Regions from separate parts of the Oryctolagus cuniculus genome. Here region 2 is linked to region 1. The links are chromatin contacts, called in public Micro-C maps. All regions are on one chromosome and are shown on one strand. The core of a region is the stretch at or near the end of the contact, and the rest is flanking DNA. Distances in the headings are between cores, read along the strand shown. Region 1 holds the start of REX1BD (required for excision 1-B domain containing). Region 2 holds the start of UPF1 (UPF1 RNA helicase and ATPase).

What was found. A called contact is a pair of places that touch in the nucleus more often than the background predicts.
Region 2: a contact with region 1 is called in a Micro-C map of ear pinna, with 4 times the contacts expected there. The contact joins the promoter of UPF1 here to the promoter of REX1BD in region 1. A contact is called at or near these places in 2 of 6 Hi-C or Micro-C datasets (ear pinna and an unstated tissue).

What each region holds. Positions count from the first base shown.
Region 1 is chr16:65,711,653-65,716,691 of mOryCun1.1, forward strand. It overlaps REX1BD (required for excision 1-B domain containing), which reads left to right and starts at 3,292. Exons shown (of 5, transcript XM_051841599.1): 1 at 3,292-3,451; 2 at 3,541-3,623; 3 at 3,810-4,014; 4 at 4,450-4,529; 5 at 4,959-5,039. The coding sequence starts at 3,386. The coding sequence ends at 5,031. It overlaps UBA52 (ubiquitin A-52 residue ribosomal protein fusion product 1), which reads left to right and starts at 1,010. Exons shown (of 5, transcript XM_051841600.2): 1 at 1,010-1,140; 2 at 1,627-1,745; 3 at 2,129-2,215; 4 at 2,310-2,412; 5 at 2,521-2,691. The coding sequence starts at 1,643. The coding sequence ends at 2,614. It overlaps KXD1 (KxDL motif containing 1), which reads left to right. Exons shown (of 5, transcript XM_051841598.2): 5 at 1-268.
Region 2 is chr16:65,846,387-65,851,451 of mOryCun1.1, forward strand. UPF1 (UPF1 RNA helicase and ATPase) reads left to right here and starts at 1,852. Exons shown (of 24, transcript XM_070059018.1): 1 at 1,852-2,328. The coding sequence starts at 2,104.

The DNA of each region.
Region 1 (5,039 bases), core at 2,042-4,541:
CCCCCGCAGCACGTCCGCGGACCCCTGCGGCAAGCCCCAGAGGCCACAGCCCGATGCCCGGGCCAGGACCCCCACGGCGGGGGAGCAGCTCCCACCCCACCCCACCCCTTTAACAGAGCTGGACGTTCCTCCCGTGGGCGGGGGGCAGCAGGATGGAGCCCCGGCCTGGCCACCCCGGCCGGCAGAGCTGAACGGAATATTTTTGTACCCGATGTTCACACGCCGTTGCGAAGTTATCAATAAAGAGAGGCCGCGACTGCAAAGGGAACATTGCGTCTGGCTCCCGCGGGTTTTCCATCTGGGCCTGGCAGGTGCACCAGAGCCCCCGGCGTGGGGGGGGGGGGCTGGAGGCGCACACGCACTGGCTGCTCTGGGTGGGGGGCTGGCTGCCCGCAGCGCCCGGGGTCCCATCGGCTCCTTGGGCCTCGCAGGTGCTGTTCCCACTGCCAGCGACACGGTTCCCTCTCCGCAGCCTCGAGGTGGACCCAAGACAGGGGCCTGTTCCGAAGGCTACCCGTCCTGGGAGCACTTGGAGACGGTGTCAGGAAGGCACGGGCCAGAGGGCGGGCTCCCGCTCCGGGAATGCGCAGGGAGACACAGGGCCCTGCAAGGTGCCCAGGGGACGGGGTGACCTCACCTCTAACAGGCCGGACTACCCCCGAGCCTCCGTCCACGGTCCAGACCCTGCCTGGCCGCCGCCCACCAACCTTTATGGAGGCGGAGGCACCGGTTCACCTGCCCTACCTGGTCCGCCCGTGCGCACCAACCAAGGGAGAGGGCTCTACCAACCAAGCCCAGGGGTCCCTGCCTACCTCCGGGCCCTGGGCCTCCTGCCTGCCCCCGCCCCCAGACCCTCTGCTCAAGCAGTGTCCCCGGAGGCCGGAGGCCCCAACACCTGGCCAGGTGCGTCGGTCCGCGCACCTGACCCGGCACCCCGGCCGCCGGGCGGGGGCGGAGAGCGCACACTCGGAAGGGAGTTGCCCACACGCGCCGTGGCTTCGATCGCCAGCACTGAACATGGCGCCGGGGCGGGGCCCGAGGGGATTGTGACGCAGGCGCCAGCGCGCAGGCGCTCTCGGCGGCCCATCTCCGGTTTCCGGTTCCGCCGCCCTCTTTCTCTTCGACGAGGCGGTCGAGCGGGTCGGTGGCGGAGGCCGCGCGGGGTCGCGTGGGGCGCGGCGGGGAAGGCGGGATGGCGGAGCCGGGGGTGTGCGGCCGGGGCTCCGAGCTCGGGGGGCGCCGCCGAGGGCAGCGGCAGCCGTGCGGACGGGCCGGCCCGCGAGGCCCGGGGCCTGGAGCGAGGCCCGGGGCGGGCGCGTCCGCGGCGGGGGCAGAGGGGGCGGCCGGCGCCGGCTCCGGCTCCTTCAAGGGGACCGCGTTCTGCGGGCCGGCTGCCCTTGGTGGCGGCGCCCGGGTTAACCCTGTCTGATGAGACTGCGGGTGTAGACGGGCCCCCGGCACGTGTCGGCGGCAGCCATTGCTGCCCGGGAATGCAGTGAGGGCGAGAGGAGGGGTCTCGGGAGCCGGCGGGGCTGAGCGGGGCGGCCGGGGCCGAGTCCAGGCGTGTGCGGGGCGGGGTGCGTGGCGTGGGGAGGGGGACGCGCTCACCGCCGTGCGCCCCACCAGCTCCGCGGGCGCCGCGATGCAGATCTTTGTGAAGACCCTGACGGGCAAGACCATCACCCTCGAGGTCGAGCCCAGCGACACCATCGAGAATGTCAAAGCCAAGATCCAAGACAAGGAGGGTGAGTGGGGCCGGGCTGGGGGGTCCTGGTCCCCGGGTACACACGATGGGGCTCCCTGGGTCCCGTGTGTGTGATGGGGGCTGGGCTGGGGTATCCCCCGGATACATGTGATGGGGCCGGGCCTGGGAGCCCCCTGGGTCCTGTGTGTGGGATGAAGGCTGGGGTTGGGGGTCCCCGTGTGGGTTGGGGTACCCGTAGGTGTGATGGGGTTGGGCTGGGGTCCCCGGACCCTTTGCGCATGCGAGGCTGGGTCTCGGGCCCCAGTTCCCCTGGCTGGGATGAGGCTGGGTCTGGACCGGGTTCAGTTTCCCTTTTCGGGGGGCTGTACTGTGGGACCCCCGCCGCCCCGGGAGGAGCTGAGGCCCCCGCTCGCCCCCTTGCAGGCATCCCGCCTGACCAGCAGCGTCTGATTTTCGCGGGCAAACAGCTGGAGGACGGCCGCACCCTGTCGGACTACAACATCCAGAAAGGTGCGGGCGGGGGGTGGGGGCCCAGGGTCCGGGGGGATGGGGGGTGTGCGGCGCGGGAGAGACCCCGGCCCCTGAGCTGCCGCCCGCCCCGCAGAGTCCACCCTGCACCTGGTGCTGCGCCTGCGCGGCGGCATCATCGAGCCCTCGCTCCGCCAGCTGGCGCAGAAGTACAACTGCGACAAGATGATCTGCCGCAAGTGCGCGTGCGCGGGGGGCGGCGGGGAGGGGAGGGGAGGGAGAGGGGGTCCCCGGCGGGGAGCGGAGCGGTGCCCCCGCCCTCACCGCCGCCCGCCCTGCCCGCGCAGGTGCTACGCCCGCCTGCACCCCCGCGCCGTCAACTGCCGCAAGAAGAAGTGCGGGCACACCAACAACCTGCGCCCCAAGAAGAAGGTCAAATAAGGCCGCGCCCGCCCGGGGGCGTGGTCTCCGTGCGCCCCGCCCCCCAATAAATCTTCCCCTCGGTTACTGGAGCATAACCGGTGTCTCCTGGCTGGTCTGTTGGGGGGGGGGTGGCCGCCGCTCGCGGGGACGGGGTCCCTGCAGGCCTGACCTTGGCCGTCGGGGGGGGGGGGCGCTGCTGAGCCGCTTCCCTGCTAAGGCGGCCAGGAGGCAGCAGGTGCGCGGGCCCTGCCTGTACAGGGGCTGCACGGAGTTCCCAGCTTGGGGCCCAGTCCGGCTCCTGGACCAGCGGAGGGAGCCCCCTTTTTGCCCACCCCCACACTTCGGCTCTCAAGAAAGGAACACTTGCTCTGGGGCTCTGTTGCCGGGCAACGCTGACGGGAGCCTGGTCCTCCCGCCCAGCACCTCGGGGCGCCGTGCCAGGCCACCTCCCCAGCGCCCCGTGTGTCACGATGCCCCGAGGCCCGTGTGCCCGCCTCAGGGCCTTTGCACACAAGCCCCTGTGACGGGCCGCCTAGTGCCTGCCCGCGCACCTGTGCTTTGCGTCGGGAACGGGTCGTCTTTGTGGGCAGCACGCGAGACCGGAGTCGGTGTTGATAGGGGCCGGACACCTGCCGCGAGCTGGGGGGGCGGGGTTCTGAGCGAGCCCGGGCTGCCTCCGCCCCTCCAGGCCCGCCCGCCGCGGCTCGGTGTCCGCAGACCTCCGGGCCGGCAGGGGGCGCCCTGCGAGGCGCAGCGGCCTGCTCCGGGGCGCGGCGCGCGTGCACAGCCATGGTGCCCGACGGGGCCGCGGCGGTCCCAGGAGCCGCGGAGCGCGAGGAGCCGGCGTGGCCGTGGGTGAGCCAGGACGCGGCCGGGGGCCGGGGGGCGGGCGGCGCAGGGCCAGGGGCGCCGGCTCAAGCCGCAGCCGTGCCCCCGCCCCGCAGAAAGACGCGCCGATCTGGACGCTGGTACAGCGCGTGCACCAGCTGCAGGCCGAGCGCGCGCAGGCCTTTCGCCGCTTGGACGAGTGAGTGCGGGCGCGGGCCCCGAGGGCGGAGGGGGCGCCCCGGTCCCCGGGTGCCTTGGGGGCGGGGAGCAGGGGCGCGGTCTCAGGACCCCCACCGCCGCCTGGAGTGAGTACGGGCGTGGGCCCCGAGGGCGGAGCGAGGCGCCTCGGAGGGGGGCGCGGCCTCAGGACCCCCGTCCGCCGCAGAGCCCACCGCCAGTACGTGCGCAGCGGCCCCGACTACGACTTCGCGAGCTACCGGAGCGCGGTGCACGAGGTCACGCAGGCCTTCGCCGCCGCCTCGCGGGAGGTGCTGGCGCTGGAGGCCGAGCTGGCCGGGCCCCGCGCGCAGCCGCGGCTCGCCGGCCACGTGCGCAGCCTGCAGCAGCTGGAGCAGACGCGTCTGACCACGGTGAGGCCACGGCCCTGCCGCGCAGGGCGCGCCCCCCGCGGGGCCCCTCCTGGCCCCGGCCCCTCCTGGCCCCCACCCCCGGCTGTCTCACTTTCTGGCCTCTCAAGCCCGCGGGAGAGGGGACCCTAGGTCCCACCTCCCACGTGCTTGGGGTTCTGAGGCCACGCCCACGTCGCCCCTCCCCCGACATTCCCAGGCCACACCCTCCCTAGCGGGACCCTCCCGGTCCCGCAAGCCGAGCCTTCGCTGGGGTTCTAACCCCGCCTCCGGGCCCGAGAGGCCCCGCCTGCCCCACGCCCACCGCCCATCCCGAGCCGGAACGTCCTTGTAGAGCCACGCCCACCCCTGCCTTGCCCCGAGACTCCTCCCGCACAGCGCCCACCCCTTCCTCTCTGGGTGTCTCAAGGTCCCCCACTTCCTCGCCCCCCCCCCCAGGTGGCCTTGCTGCAGCTGGCGGGGTCGCCGGAGCTGGCGGGGCAGGAGGACGCGGGACAGACGCAACGGCTGAAGATGAAGTGAGTGCATGAGCGCGCGGCGCGCACCCGCGAGGCGTCTGCCCCAGGGCGCTGCCCCACCCCCACCCCGCCCGGCCGCGGGCTACCCTCCGGCCTTGCTCCGCCGGGCAGCCCCAGGCGCGCGCAACGGGGACACCTCGGCCGCACGCTGCTCAGGGTGCGCGCACGGCCCGGACGCGGCGATCCCCGCTCCCCTGTCGAGCACGCGCCTGCCGTTTGCCTCTCTCTGGGCGCCAGGCACGCTCCGAACCCCTCAAGGGCACGAGGCTTGGTCCCCCCCCCCTTGTCCCTGGGCCCCCGCCCCTCGCCTTGCAGGCACCCTCCGAAGCGCGCGCGCCAAGGGCAGCCTGGAGGCTTGGCGCGGGCTGCGCCGTGGCGGCTAATTCGCCCCATCTGGGTTGTATTTATAGCTCCCATCCGCTCTTGTAGGGTAATTAAAACCATGGAGGCGATCAGCGAGGTCCTCCAAGACCTCAAGTTTGAGGCCGACTCCGCCGAGTGATGGTGGCT
Region 2 (5,065 bases), core at 602-3,101, 130 kb after region 1:
GTCTTCCTTCCGTTGGTTCACCCCCCAATGGCCGCTATGGCCAGTGCTGCGCCGATCCGATGGCAGGAGCCAGGTGCTTCTCCTGGTCTCCCATGGGGTGCAGGGCCCAAGCACTTGGGCCATCCTCCACTGCACTCCCGGGCCACAGCAGAGAGCTGGCCTGGAAGAGGGGCAACCAGGACAGAACCCGGCACCCATATGGGATGCCAGCGCCTCAGGCAAGGATTAACCAAGTGAGCCACAGTGCCGGCCTTTTTTCTTTTTATAGGATTGACTTATTGGGGGCCGGTGCTGTGGCACAGCGGGTTAATGCCCTAACCTGCAGTGCCGGCATCCCATATGGGCTACAGTTCTAGTCCCGGCTGCTCCACTTCCAATCCAGCTCTCTGCTATGGCCTGCGAAGGCAGTGGAAGATGACCCAAGTGCTTGGGCCCCTGCACCCCCATGGGAGTCCAGGAGGAAGCTCCTGGCTCCTGGCTTCGGATCAGCGCAGCGCCGGCTGTTGCGGCCAATTGGGGAGTGAACCAGCGGATGGTTCTCTCTCTATTTCTCTCTACCTTTTCTGTAACTCTGTCAAATAAATAAATATTAAAGCAAAAATTGACTCATTTATTTGAAAGAGAGAGAGAGAGAGAGAGAGATCTCCCATCCACTGGTTCACTCCCCAATTGGCCACAACAGCCGGAGCTGCGCCGATCTGAAGCCAGGAGCCAGGAGCCCCATCCGGGTCTCCCACGCGGGTGCAGGGGTCCAAGCACCTGGCCCACCCCCCACTGCTTTCCCAGGCCACTGCAGAGAGCTGGATGGGAAGCGGTGCAGCTGGGGCTCGAACCGGTATCCTTATGGAAGTTGGCGTTGCCGGCAGCTTTACCCGCCATGCCACCGCGCCGGCCCCTTGCCACGTTTCTGCTTTCTGTGCACCTTAGGTCTTTTTTGATCAGCTCCTCCTTAGCTTCTGGTGTGTCAAACAGGGCAGGGGTGCGCTCTGCACACTGTCACAGGTGTACCCGCCCGCCCGGCTGATCAACTCTCCCGGATCAGCGGGGCGCTCCCAGGGCTGCGCTCACTGCTGGCTCGCGGGCTTCCGCCTCCAGTCGGGTCTTTCCGTGGGGCCACACTGAGCGTCCCAGCCCGAGGTCCCTGTATGTGAATTTGGAAACTCTCCAGGCACCGTGTTGAGACCGGGGGCGCCAGGGCTCAGCCGGGTCCCCCACGTGGCGGTGGCAGCGGCCCAGGTTCTTGTCACCTGCTGCCTTCCGGGGTGTGGACGCGCAGGGGGCTGGGGTCGGGAGTGCAGCGGGGACTCGAACCCAGGCAATAGCAGAGAGCTGGATCGGAAGTGGGGCAGCCGGGACTCGAACCCGCGACTATCTGGGATGCCGGCACTGCAGGCGGCGGCTTCACCTGCCACGCCACAGCGCCGGCTCCAAGGCAGCATCTTAACCACTATATCCAGCAGCAGCCACCCCCAAGACTCCCTGGCAACCTTAGTGAGCACCAGCTGTATACAGCAATCTTGTCCGTGCTGGAACCACCGTGCTGCACAAAGCCAAGCGCCCCCCCACGCCCGCACAGCTCCGCGGGCCCTCCCACGCCCGCACAGCCCCGCGGCCCGGAGACTCCGAGCAGCGGTTGGGGCGGGGCCGAGGCCGGAGCGCCCGCCGCGGCGGCCGTTGGAAGCCCCGCCCCTCCGCGCGTGCGCACCAGGCGTCCCGCCGGCCCGCTCGGCTCGGGGCGTCTGTGGGCGGGCCTGGCGGGAGACCGCGAGGAGCGCGCGCGCCTGCGCCGGCGTCGGCCTCGCGCACGCGCACCTGCGCCGGCGTCGGGCTCGCGCACGCGCACGGCGGCAGCGGCGGCGGCGGCGGTTCCTGCCGGGGGCTGCGAGTGGCGGGCGGCTCCGAGGGGCGGCAGCGGCGGCTCCGAGGGGCGCTCGGCGGCGGCGGCGGCGGCGGCTTCGCGCTCACGGGCGGCGGCCAGGCTCGCTGCGGGGCGGGCGGCGCGGCCGGGCCGGGCACGCGGCGGCGGCGGCGAGGCGGCCCGAGGCCTGCGGCCTAGGCCTCGGCGCGGCAGCGAGCTCGAGTAGGCGCGGAGCCGGCGGCGCCATGAGCGTGGAGGCGTACGGGCCCAGCTCGCAGACGCTCACCTTCCTGGACACGGAGGAGGCCGAGCTGCTCGGCGCCGACACACAGGGCTCCGAGTTCGAGTTCACCGACTTCACCCTCCCCAGCCAGACCCAGACGCCCCCCGGCGGCCCCGGCGGCCCCGGCGGCGCGGGGGGCCCGGGCGGCGCGGGCGCGGGCGCTGCGGCCGGACAGCTGGACGCGCAGGTGAGCGAGCGGCACATGGCGGCGCCGGAAGCCCGGGCCCGGACCCCCCCACACCTGGCCGGGGGTCGCGGCGATCCCGCGGGGGCTCCCGGCGGGGCGGCTGGGTGTGGGTGCTGCTGGGGCCAGGCGGCCGGGGGGCCCTCCGTTCGCTTCCGGGTGGCCCGGACCTGCGGTTGGGGGGGGGTGGGCGACTGCTCGGGCCGGCTCGGGGCCCCCCGCCCGCGCCCGGGGGGTCTCGGCGCCCGCGCAGTGGCGCGCGCCCGGCCGCGCGTGGCAAAGTTGGGATTTCGGGGCGCGCGAGTGGAGGGGCCGCGGCGGTGGTTCAGGGGGCGGGTCGCTGGTGTTTCCTGCCCGCGCTGCCGCCTGTTGGCGAAACCAACCTGTTACGTAAGCCGGCGGCCCTGCCCGCCCGGCGAAGTTGGGGCTGAGTTGGGTCCGGCCCGGAGCGCGGAGCCGGCTTCTCCGGGGAAGGGGCCGCTCGCTCGGGCGCTTCCCGTTGGGGGACGTAGCCCGCGCGTGCTTGGCCTGGGCTTGAGCCTGGGGCGCGGGGGGCGCAGGTGCTGGCTGGGGGGTCCTGCGGAGTCGCCACCACGTCCGTCCTCTGGGTCTCCGACGGCGGCCCCCCGGACCCCGACCCCGACCCCGACCCCCGGCGAGTTTTCCGGAATCCTGGGAGGCTCGCCTGGCGCGCAGGTGCTGCCGGGCACAGCCTGGGGCTCTGGCGCCCCCTCCCCCACCGTCCCGCCCCGGGGAGCCCCGGCCCCCTCGTGGGCGGGGGGCTTGTGGGCTACGTGGCTGAGTCAGCGGCGTGGGCTCGTCACCCACTTGGGCTTTCTTTTCTTCGCGGCCAGAAGCAGCAGACGTTTGACTCATGCGAACCCCGACTTCCTTGAAATAGAATGCGGCAGGGGGCGGGGCGCGCAGGTGCGCCAGGACAGGTCCCCCCCCCACCCCCAGTCTTGTTTACCTTGGTGGGAGGGAGGCCGGGAGAGGTGCGCGTCTGCGGGAAGGGACGGGTGGCGGTGGGCCCTCCCGCCGCCGTGAGATGGGGTGGGGGCGGGAGCCCTGGGCCCGCGTGCGAGCGGGGTGGGGGTGCATCTGGCGGCTGGGGACGGAGGTGACTGTCACGGAGCCGCTCTGGGTGGCTTTGTGGGCAGGGGAGGGGCAGGGTCTGGGCGCCGGCTGGCTCGGGATGAGGACCTGGCCCTCGGGCCGCGTGGGGGGAGCGCGGGTGACACCCACGCAGCGGGGGAGTGTCGATCCTCGGGGAGCGAGAAGGCGGCGGCCGAGGCCTGGGGCCCTGGGACGTGGGGGGCATTTTTCTTTTTTTTATAAGTTGGTTTTCATTTATTTGAAAGGCGGAAAGGGAGGGCTCTTTCAACGGCTGGTTCGCTCCCCAGTGCCCGCGAGAGGAAGGTCCGGGCCAGGCCGAAGCCCGGAGCTGGGACCCCAGGCTGGGTCTCGGGGGTGCGGGCCCCTGCTGTCTGCTGTGGTCGCGTGTCCACTCTCCACTCCCCAGACGGCTGCAGCAGCCAGGGCCGGGCCCCCTCTAGTCTCCGCGCAGGTGCAGCGGCCGAGCACTGGCGCTGTCACCTGCAGGGAGCGCCCCCGGGAGTGGCAGCGCCAGCGCCGGGCCCGGCCCCCCGCGGGTGTGCCCGCCCGGGAAGGTCCTACTTGTCCCTGGGAGTTGGCGGTGCCGTCCGCGTGCGCCGGGGACCTGGAGAAGGGTTCCAGCCTCCCGGCCTGTCTCTGGGTTGTTGAGGTTGAGCGTCACCTTGGGACCAGGGTGCGCTGGCTCCTGGGTGGTTGGAGGGGGTGGTTGTAGGCGCGGGGTGAGTACCGGGGGCTGCAGCCCAAGACCGAGTGGGAGACTCGTCTGTGTTCCCGTACACACAGCCTGATGGCTTCTCTGTTCTTTAAGACTCATTTATTTATTAGAAAGGCAGCTTTACACGGAGAAGCTGAGAGAGAGAAGTCTTCCAGCTGCGGTTCGCTCCCCGGATGGCCGCAGTGGCTGGAGCTGCGCTGATCTAGAGCCGGGAGCCGGGAGCTTCCGGGTCTCCCACGTGGGTGCAGGCGCCCCAGCACTTGGCCCATCCTCCGCTGCCTCCCAGGTGCAGCAGCAGGGAGCTGGATCGGAACAGGAGCAGCCGGGACTCGAACTGGCGCCCATAGGGGATGCGGGCACTGCAGGCCCAGTGCGGGCCCAGCCTGAAGGCTCTGCAACAACTGTGGGACAGACAGTCTCCTGGGGCGGAGCTTTGCACTGTGGCTCCTGTCGGGCCCAGGAGACCCAGGTTCTGGGGCGCCTGTTAGTTTCAGGTGAGGGGCACCTGACCGTGCGCCAGCCGCGGGGCGTCCTCCCGGCTCTGGGCGTGCCTGTCTGGACTTGCGTGCCAGCGGCCGCGCCGTCGGGCGTCCTGCGTAAGTGTCGAGGGCGTGGCCGCAGCGCGGCGGCCGCTGGGACGGGGAGGAGCCCGGCCGTGCCAGGTTTGCCCAGGGGGCGACCTCACCGCGAGGCCCAGTGGTCAGGGAACACGCGAGCTGGTGTTTGTGTCTGTGGAGTCCCCGGCCCTGCCGGGTGTCCGCGGGCGTGATGGGCGCTTCTGTTGGCTGCTGAGTCTCTGACCCCCCCCCCATCGGCGCCAGGGCAGTGGCAGGGGCGCTGGGTCCCTCGCCCTGGCCGCCTGCTCGGCTGTGCTCCCGACGGCGGAGTCGGAGGGGTCTCAGAGAAAAC